Regions from separate parts of the Sus scrofa genome. Here region 2 is linked to region 1. A link is a contact called in public Hi-C data. All regions are on one chromosome and are shown on one strand. The core of a region is the stretch at or near the end of the contact, and the rest is flanking DNA. Distances in the headings are between cores, read along the strand shown.

Region 1 (4,072 bases), core at 1,302-3,801:
CTGGCTCCCTGCAACCCTGTGGTGTTGCTGGACATTTTAGAGGCAGTTTCTGCTCAAACAAAAAAAAAAAAAAAACCAAACAAACAAAACAAAACAGGCGATGTGAACTGAGGGGGGCTGAGTAAAATGCTTCTGACAGAGCCGTGCAAACCTTGGTTCCGGTCGTTTCATGACCAGCTTCCAAACGAGTGATAGATGGGCTGGGATTCCAGGCTGGTCCAGCCCTACTGCTGATGAGGCCAGTGATCTAGCCAGTGTCCGGAAGGGCTCGAAATGGATGCTGAACCTGGCATCCTGAAGAGACCTTCCCGCATCCTGTAGCTTCAAGAGGGCTGTGCGCGTGCATGCATGTGTGTGTGTTTGCGTGTGTGGTGTTGCTTTGTCAAGTGTGAATCTAACAACCCTGTCTCTCCCTCCATCGGGTCCTAACTCCTCCTTCCCTCCCCTGCCCTGGTCTTTGTTCAGATGCTGTGCTGGTTCCCTTTGGGGAGGTGCCTGGACAGACCTGGGGAGGCAGTGACTGGTGGCTCTTCTCTCCTCTTGGTGGGGGGGAGCGTGGGGGTGGGTGGGCTCCTAGCTTGAGAGGAAAAGGCTGAGGGTGTACTGGGGGAACAGGTGATGCAGAGATGGTGCTGCGGCGTGGAAGCTGGGGGATGTAAATGTTAGGGGTGGGTAGAAAATGTACCAAGATATTTTGAGGGCTAAATTTGTTCTAGAAGTTAAATGCATAGGATGTGATGAATCAGAAGAACAAGAGCCACTTAAGATTTTTAAAGCCATTGGGTTGCCCAGGCAATACGCAGACGCTTTGTGGACAGCTTGTCCTTAGCTGGAAACATTTACACGGCACGTGACCTCCTCGAACGTGCTCCCATGAAACCCTGGAGTGCTGGCGAGGGCCAGGAGACCAAGACCCGGGAGGACCAGTGGTTTGCTCAAGGTCACAAAACGGGTTTGTTGCAGAGCTGACGGGAGTGTCCAGGTCGCCCTGCACCCTGCGGCTACCTCCAGGGGCTGTCACTTGGCTCTGTCAACTTGCTTTTGATGTCCTGCGCAGGACGCCGAAGCTGCCACAACCTTCAGACCCTCTCACCCTGAGAGACAGGCAGGGGCACGCCCCATGCTGACCAGCCACGAGGCTGTATTTGATCTTCCAGCTTCCAGATCTCCTGTCCAGTTTCACCTGCTGGTTCTGGAGGAGGACAACTTGGACCACCCACGTGCCTGAGCAAATGGCTTTTCTCTCTGCTCCCCTCCCCACTCACCCAAGGTTTAATCCATCGCCGAGACCTTTCAATTCCACGTGTTTAAAATCTCTAATCCCCTATTTCTCCCCGACCCTGCTCCGAACGAACACCTGTCAGTCACATCAGCCCCCCGCTGGCCTCCCCTCCCCCACTCTTCTCTTTCCATCTATTCCATCCATTCTGGTGCCTAAGACTTCACCCCATCTCTCTCCTGCTGGAAATCCTTCCGAGGCGCCCAAAGACCTTATCCCAGGCCTGCCTGCCTCTCCAGACTTGGCCCTGCTTGGTCTTGCACGCTGCCTCCAGCCAGGGTGCACCGCCGTCCCCTCCTCTCCTCGTGCTATGGGTACTTGGCGATGGGGCCGGAAGGAGGCAGAGAGAGGACGGCTCAGATCCTGGGTCCAAGCTGTGGGGAACCTCTTGCCAGCACCAAACTTCCCCCTTCACCTGGAATATTCTCTGCCCACGGAGCCCTGCCATGGGAGGTGGGTGTGGTCTACCAAAGCAAGGCTGCAAACCCAAAGCCATCTCTCTCCAGATAGCCCATCCTGATTCGGTGAGCAGACCACAGTGACTCTTAAGAGCCTGGACATTTCTTTCTGGCCACGTGAGCCAGCTGTTCAATGTGAGAGGCTGTGAGCCTCAGTTTCCTCATCTGGGAAATGGGGCTGACAGCTGTCCTGCTGTGTGGATGACTTTTTTTTTTGGCTGCCCAGCATATGAACCTCCTTTGTATTCTGGGGACTCCTCTGTGTGAGCCCCTGCCTCCTGGCTTGAAGCTGAAAAATGCTCTACGGTCACCGCCCCTGCCCCCGCCCCCCAGCAGTGAAGGAGGTAGGTGTTTCTGCCTCAGTCTTCGGACCTTGAGAACAATGCAGAGATGCAGGGACAGTGGAGTAGCAGTGACAATGACAGTGGAGGCTGTCACCAGGGTGTTCAGCCTAGACTCCCTCTGCAGTGGGAGCTTAGTTCCTGTCTTCCCTGTCTTCTAGAATTGTCTGGGCACAGCACCATCTCCTCCCAGTAAATTCCATCCCTGCTCTTCAGCAGGCCAGCCAGGTCTGTGGATGGAACCAGGAGTTCCGGCTCCAAACCCCACTTCCCTAATAGGCTGATGGGATCAAGCAGGACACTTAGCTGGGCCTGCTTCAGTGAAACTCAGCCCTGTGGCGAGGGGGAGGGGCCCGGGACGGCGGCACGCAGGCCTTAGAGAAAGCTGACATCGTCACAGTCACAGTCACATCGAAGGCAGGCATCCTTGGTGAGGCGGAGCTGTTGTGAACCTGCTCTGTGAGGCCAAGGAAAATGTGAGACGCGCTGCTTATCTCACCAGTTGAGAGCGCTTCCATCCCCTCCTCCCCTGTGCCTTCAGTTCAGCTTAAAAACATCACTTTTCAAAAGGAAACGGAGAGCAGTGTGGGTCCAGTGCAGTAATACCCAGGAGCAGGGATTTATTTCTGCACCGTGTCTCTTGGGTTTGGGTCCAATGTGGCCTTTTAATCTGGCAGCACGCAGGCTGGAAACACAGCCTTGCAGGCCCAGCGGTGGAGCCTTACATGCTGCCTGCCAAGTTTTGGGCTTTCTGGGGGAGGGAGGCAGCCCCTTAGGAACTCGGTCTCAGCCCTCCTCCAGGGTGAGGCCAGCCTGCCGGAGATGTTCCTCGTTAACTCGTTGGCTTCACACCCATCAGCCAAAGGCCTGTGGTTTCCTCTACCCTGCGCAACACTGGGGCACCAGAGCCTGAAACCGGCCCTGGGGACAGAAAAGACACAACATCAAGCCCCCACCCCGAACCCATCTTCCTTAACTGCCACTTTGGGAAAAGAGGCACTTTAAAGGCCCAGTATGTAATTATAGTGTTTTTAAATTTTTTACATTTTGAAAGAGCAAGTTGTCACGCAGACATATGTGAAAGCAGAGCCATTAACCTCACAGAGAATAAAGGGCAACAGCCTGGCAGACCTAGCCCAAGGCTGCTGTAGGGGGCGCTTGCCCATCTCTCTGCTGCTGTCAGCCTCCACTGGGGTGGTGATCCCCCCCTGGGTGGTGCTCCTCCCACGGTGGTGCTCCCACCAGGGCGGTGCTTCCCCAGGGCGGTGCTTCCCAGGGCAATGCTCCCCTGGGGTGTTGCTCCCCCAGGGTGATGCCCCTCTGGGGTTATGCTCCTCTGGGGTGATGCTACCCTGGGGTGGTGCTCCCCGGGGTGGTGCTCCCCTAGGGTGGCGTGGCTGTGTTAGAGTCTGCATGGAGCCTGAAGGCCCTTTGGGATGGATAGTGGGGACATGGGGTCTGCACTGAGGGCTGGAGGTAGTGCATGGCTGCCTGGAGCTATGAGTAGCTCAGAACCAGCTCTCCTTTTAGCTCTTTGGGTTTTGGTTTCCTCACCTGTAAAATGAGGGGGTGAAACGATGTCTGAGCTTTTCCTTATTTCCCCCGAGCCTCTGAGGTGTCAGGCTGCTGGGCTGCTGCTCTGGGGTTTGGGCCAAAGCCGGTCTCTCCTTTATCAGCTGTTACAATAGACAAAAGCCGGTATTCACCCCCCCACCCCAGGTTTATCTAGGTGATAAACCCGAAATTGCATGGGTTTATCTGGGTGATAAACAAGAGAAGCTGGAGCTGCAGGTGCCCATGTCCCACCTGGAAATGAGATGGCTGCGCCTTTGTCAGCTAAGATCAAACTGATGGGAGGAGCTGGGCGAAGTCCTGCCGTCTGTGGATCCCAGATGTCGGCCCACCAAAGGGCAAGGCCAGTGGATTGCTTAAAAAATAAGAGCAGAAACAAAAACCCTAGAAGAGGTTCCCGAAATATTCCATTTTAACCAAAT
Region 2 (4,777 bases), core at 290-2,789, 80 kb before region 1:
CCTATGCATTATGGGAGACACGATAAATAAGAGCCGAAGAAGGTTATCTGGTTCCTGAGAAGCCTGAACTTCATGGACAGAAGCAGGTGAGGGGTTTCACCCTGTACCTGCCTCGGAGGGCACCTTTGTGGCAGGCAGTTGCTTAGCCCCTCTCAAGGGAGGAACAGTGACACCTACACGGCTTCAGCTGAGGGCAGCCTAGGGCTGCTGCTGGCCGGCTGTGCCCTGAGGTCCCCAGGTGGGCCCCTGGGGAGGAGTGGGCCTCAATGCCTGTATAGTGGCTGTCCAGTGGTTGTCCCTAGGAAGCACGAAGAAGAAGTTTCTGGAGTACAGTTTGCCCCCTTTACCCTTTAAATTTGGTTTGGCTTCAGTTTGGAACTATTTTTTTTTTTTTTTGTCTTTTTGGGGCTGTACCCACAGCATATGGAGCTTCCCAGGCTAGGGGTCCAATCAGAGCTGTAGCTGCCGAACTATGCCAGAGCCATGGCCACAGCAATGTGGGATCTGAGCCGTGTCTGTCACCTACACCACAGCTCACGGCAATGCTGGATCCTTAACCCACTGAGCAAGGTCAGGGATTGAACCCACATCCTCATGAATACTAGTTGTTAACAGCTGAGCACGATGGGAACTCCGGGTTTGAAATTACTAAACAAAATCAGCAAAAGTTTCTCAGATGCTCTGTAACTTGGAGAAGTCGTATTTCTGCCTAAGTCAGACATCCTGGACGGTGAGTCCACTATTCCCAAGGGGCCTCAGAATTCCCGGTCTGCAGCTTAGGGGGTGATAACCCAACTCAGGGGGCGCCACCTTCTCAGGAGCAGAGGAGAGGCAGGGTTTCTATGGTGGAGCAATGGAGGCCTCCCTTTCCACAACACCCCCCAAAAAAATCAGCCCCCCAAAGTCAGTGCCCCATCCGCCTGGGCAGCCCCCTGGCTCACACAGTGGGTGCTTCCTGACACCAGCTCGCTTGTGCCAGCATTCCCACACCACTCCCAGTCACCCTGGGAGCATGGTTTTGCTCAGCACCCTGCCGTGTGGGCACCAGCATCAGCCGTACTTTATCCATGAGGACATGGGCATGGAGAGGCTACAGCTTGGCCAAGGTCACATGGCCAGCGCATGGCTGAGTCTGGAACTGAACCCAGGGATCCTGGCTGCAGAGCCTGTGCTTACTTGCTGGGCACCCCCAGTGGCTGGCAGGTGGGTGGATAGGCTGGTGGGGCTGGCGGGACGTGGCGGGGGCACGGTTTGATGCATGGGGGGTGTCAGGAGAGCAAGGGGAGAATGTGAAGACGGCAATGAGAGGCAGAGGGGAAATCCAGGCACAGGAGGGTCTCTCTCCGGCCCCCACTCAGCCCACAGCCCTCCGTGTCAGCAGAGCAGGCCGGGCGCGGCCCCTCCTGGGCAGACGGCCCGGCTGCTTGACGCCTGGGCCAGGTTCCCAGCCGTGGCTCTAAAGCCCACGTCTGTCCCCTTTGCTGTACTCAGCCCAGCCTGATCCTCTCGCAGTGGAGTCTCTGCCGGCCCCGCCTGGGTTCGCTGCCCCAACCACATCTGTGTTGTGCAGCTGTGAGCCGTCAAGTCCAAGCTCAGGCAAGGCCTCCACAAAGCCCTTGCTCAGCAAGAAGGTCCAGACCTCGACTCGTGGCCACACCTCACTTCTGAGCCCCGTCTGACGCATGCCTGTCCCGCTCTGGGGAAGCTGTGGACACTCTGATGGCCGTCTGCCCTCCTGCTCTAACCTGCACCCTGTCCTGTCCCTGAGCACCGCGGAGAGAAGTGAACCCCACACAACCCCTCCCCGCCCCGCCATCTGCCCTGCCCCCAGTCCTTCCAGAATCGACTGCCTGAATCTTGTTCTGATAGAAACCAGTAATGCGAATTCCAAAGAACACTCTCGTAGCCACTGCCCCCAGGCCCCTCTGTGACAACTGTCACCTCCAAACATGCCAAGCTGGACCCCAAACGTGGAAGGGACCGGCCTGGCAAGCACAGAACAAGACCCAAACATTCTTCTCTCCCCTTGTACCATCCATCAAAGGTGGTTTTTTTTTTTTTTTTTCCTCCTTTAATTCTTTAATAGAACAGTTTGAACCAAAAGCAGAGTTGGATATTTTCTAAAGCTATAGATCCAAAATGAAGCTGGAACAGCCCAGGACTCTCTGAACCAAACTGACACTTTCCTTAATGAGAGGCTCTGCGGGAACCTTCCTCATCGCGACATAAGATGATTAATCCGCAGGCAGGTCTTCAGATGGACAAGCTGAGCCCCAAACAGTTTCTGGGGCGGACTGACTGGTGCCCACAAGACTGGGCAGCTCAGCGCCAGCTGGTGCCACCCTGGAGATAGGTTCAAAGAACTTTATACGACGAGACTTTTGGAATTTCTTATGGGACTGATTCTGCCACAAAAAAGGGAGTTGTCCTCTGTCTCATCTGCATCCGCACGAGTAGGGATGGCAACCAAGCCGCAGCTGGAACTCGGCTCGGTGTGCAGGCAGTGGGGTTGGGGTGGAGGCACCCAGTCTACCCTCAGGGCATCCGTGAAACAGGAGGGTCACGGTGCAGCCGAGGTTAAGCCACGGGGAGAGGCCCATCATGGTCATGGGAGGTCAGGAGCTCCGAATGGCAGAAGCCAAAGAGGCTGAACTAGAAAAGATGGAGCCAGCTGTTTAAGTGACAGTGACCTCAGGGCACATTATTTTCTGGTAATTAACCGCCAGCTGGCTGGAGGAGGTCAGGGTGCAGGGGTGCAGCTACCCCCCCCCATTAGTGCAGAGAAGAGAGGGCGAGGATTTTGGAGGCTCAAGCCATTCTAGTAACAAGATGTCACTGTTGGAGAACGAAAGTGGCCGCTACCCTCCTGGCCTCAGCCCGGGGCTCCCAGCCCAGGTGGTCCAGCCGCAGCGACTCCACCTGAGGGTGGCTTTCCAGGGCGCTAAGGGTGCTCTGGTCTGATGCTAAGACCCAGTTCTGCCCTAAGGGTCTGGGAGCAGAGAAGGGACGGGGCAGGGGGAGTGGAGAGCTGATCCACCGAGGAGGGAAATTAGAAGAGGGTTGGGAAGGAGCCACCTGGCCTTGGGGAGGCAGGAGGCATTCAAGGGACACATTAAGAGGATGCAGCTGAGGCCACAGCAAGCCTAGGCCAAAATGTTGGGGGTCCAAAGATCACACAGTGGGGGTCACAGGAGAACAGTTCCAGAACCACAAGCCAAGGCCAGGCGTCCAATGGATTTCAGGCTAGGACTGCTGAGGTTTTGGCTGAATGGGCGGAGAGGGGGTCCAGAGGGAACAGCAGTACCTGGCTGCAGGGATGAGACCCAGAGCCCCCTAGGGGACATGACCCAGGGGCCGGAAGCTGCTGCCGCCTGGAGGATCTGGGTCTGGGGGCGATCACCCACTGCTGCCCCTATGAGCCTCCTGCAGGGCCTGGACATCCCTGCGGGCTGACCTCTCACGGGCGCTGGAAAGAGGCGGCACAGCCCACGGGCACTTGTGCTCATGCCTGGAGCAGGTGAGATTGTGCAAAGGGCCGGGGTAGGAGGAAGCCGGTGGCAGGGACCTCAGGAGGGGGCTGGTGATGGGTCCTCAGAGGTTCTAGGACAGGGTTGGCTCCTGGGGGAAGAGGGTGCTGAGCAGAAGTCCCCCAAGCCTGGAGGTCAGGAGAGGTCCTGGGGCTCAGAGAGCTCAGGAGCTCTGACCAAACCCAAAGAGATGTGTAAACCACCCATTGGGCCCTTTATCCTTTCACCCACGTGTCTCGTATTCCTCACTCGCCTCCGAGCCAAGGCGGGGTTCAGTCCCTTCTGTGTCCCTCCTCTGCTCACCCTGCTTTGTGCCCAGCAGAGCAGGAAGCTCTGGGCATGTGCTGGAAATGTTTGTTGGGGCCAGTGAATTAGCAGCCCCATCATTACCTTGAAGCACGAGTTGTAAAGAATTGGAGAGGAGGAGGCAGGGGCTTTAGCGGCTTTAGAAACCACTTGACATAGAAGATTTGCTCCCGCAGGCAGGCAGTGATCAGTTACATCTGCCACAGCCCAGGAAAGGTGGATCTTGAGTCCAGAAGGGTGCTGGTCAGAGAGAAGACTGATCTCACGCAAGGTGCCCTGGGATGGGAGTCTGGCCTCTGGCAAGATGCTGTGTGACCCTGGGGAATCGCTCACCTTCTCTGGGCCTTCTGCATAAAAAGTGGGGCTAAGATGGGAAGAATGTCTTGGGGCTACAGCTGCAGTGGTCTGTGCAGCCTCCTCTGCCTGGCCCCCAACTTCCCTGCAGGGATATCCAGGGGAACACATCAGTTTCACCCTGTCCCTACTCACGTTACTCATCTCTGCATGGCGAGTGGGCCTCCTTGCCTCCCCTTGGAGCCAGCCCGTCCTCCAGAAGCCACGGCGCCACCACGCAGTGTGTTCAGCGATGCCCTTCTTGGGCACATGCGAATGCATCACCAGAGCCACAAGGGTAAAGCCACACGCTGGCGACAGCTTCGCTAGGGATAAAGACGACGTCTGACCGCCATCCCCGTCTCCCGGTCTTATTCTTCCACTGATTCTAAGCTCCCCTAAAACCTCAGTGTGATGTGTGGTGAGACAGAGGAGGGCGCCATGTGTCCCACGGCCAGGACTAGGACCCGGCACAAGGGTGGCATGTCCAGACAGTTGTACAGTAACTGCTCCCGTCCCGGTCCCAGCGACATAGGGCCCACAGCTCCACGACGCACGGCTACCGCCAACATCAGACAGGACCAGAGAGCACAGGCACCTCATGGAAGGGC

What was found. Hi-C and Micro-C count contacts between places; a contact is called where the count stands out from the background.
Region 2: a Hi-C map of omental adipose tissue shows a contact between it and region 1, with 1.5 times the contacts expected there. The contact joins two enhancer-like sites. A contact is called at or near these places in 6 of 47 Hi-C or Micro-C datasets (alveolar macrophages, embryonic fibroblasts, fetal heart ventricle and 3 more).

Annotation. Positions count from the first base shown.
Region 1 is chr5:66,814,875-66,818,946 of Sscrofa11.1, reverse strand. All of the region lies in intron 2 of LOC102161833 (a long non-coding RNA gene), which reads left to right. Among named protein-coding and RNA genes, the nearest start is that of TSPAN11, 36 kb to the left of the region's middle. Within about 2 kb of position 2,551, at least 3 of the 83 cell types and tissues checked have an H3K27ac peak or open chromatin away from gene starts, as enhancers often do. A contact at or near this core is called in omental adipose tissue, where this site is marked.
Region 2 is chr5:66,893,288-66,898,064 of Sscrofa11.1, reverse strand. All of the region lies in intron 4 of TSPAN11 (tetraspanin-11), which reads right to left. Among named protein-coding and RNA genes, the nearest start is that of TSPAN11, 43 kb to the right of the region's middle. Within about 2 kb of position 1,539, at least 6 of the 83 cell types and tissues checked have an H3K27ac peak or open chromatin away from gene starts, as enhancers often do. A contact at or near this core is called in omental adipose tissue, where this site is marked.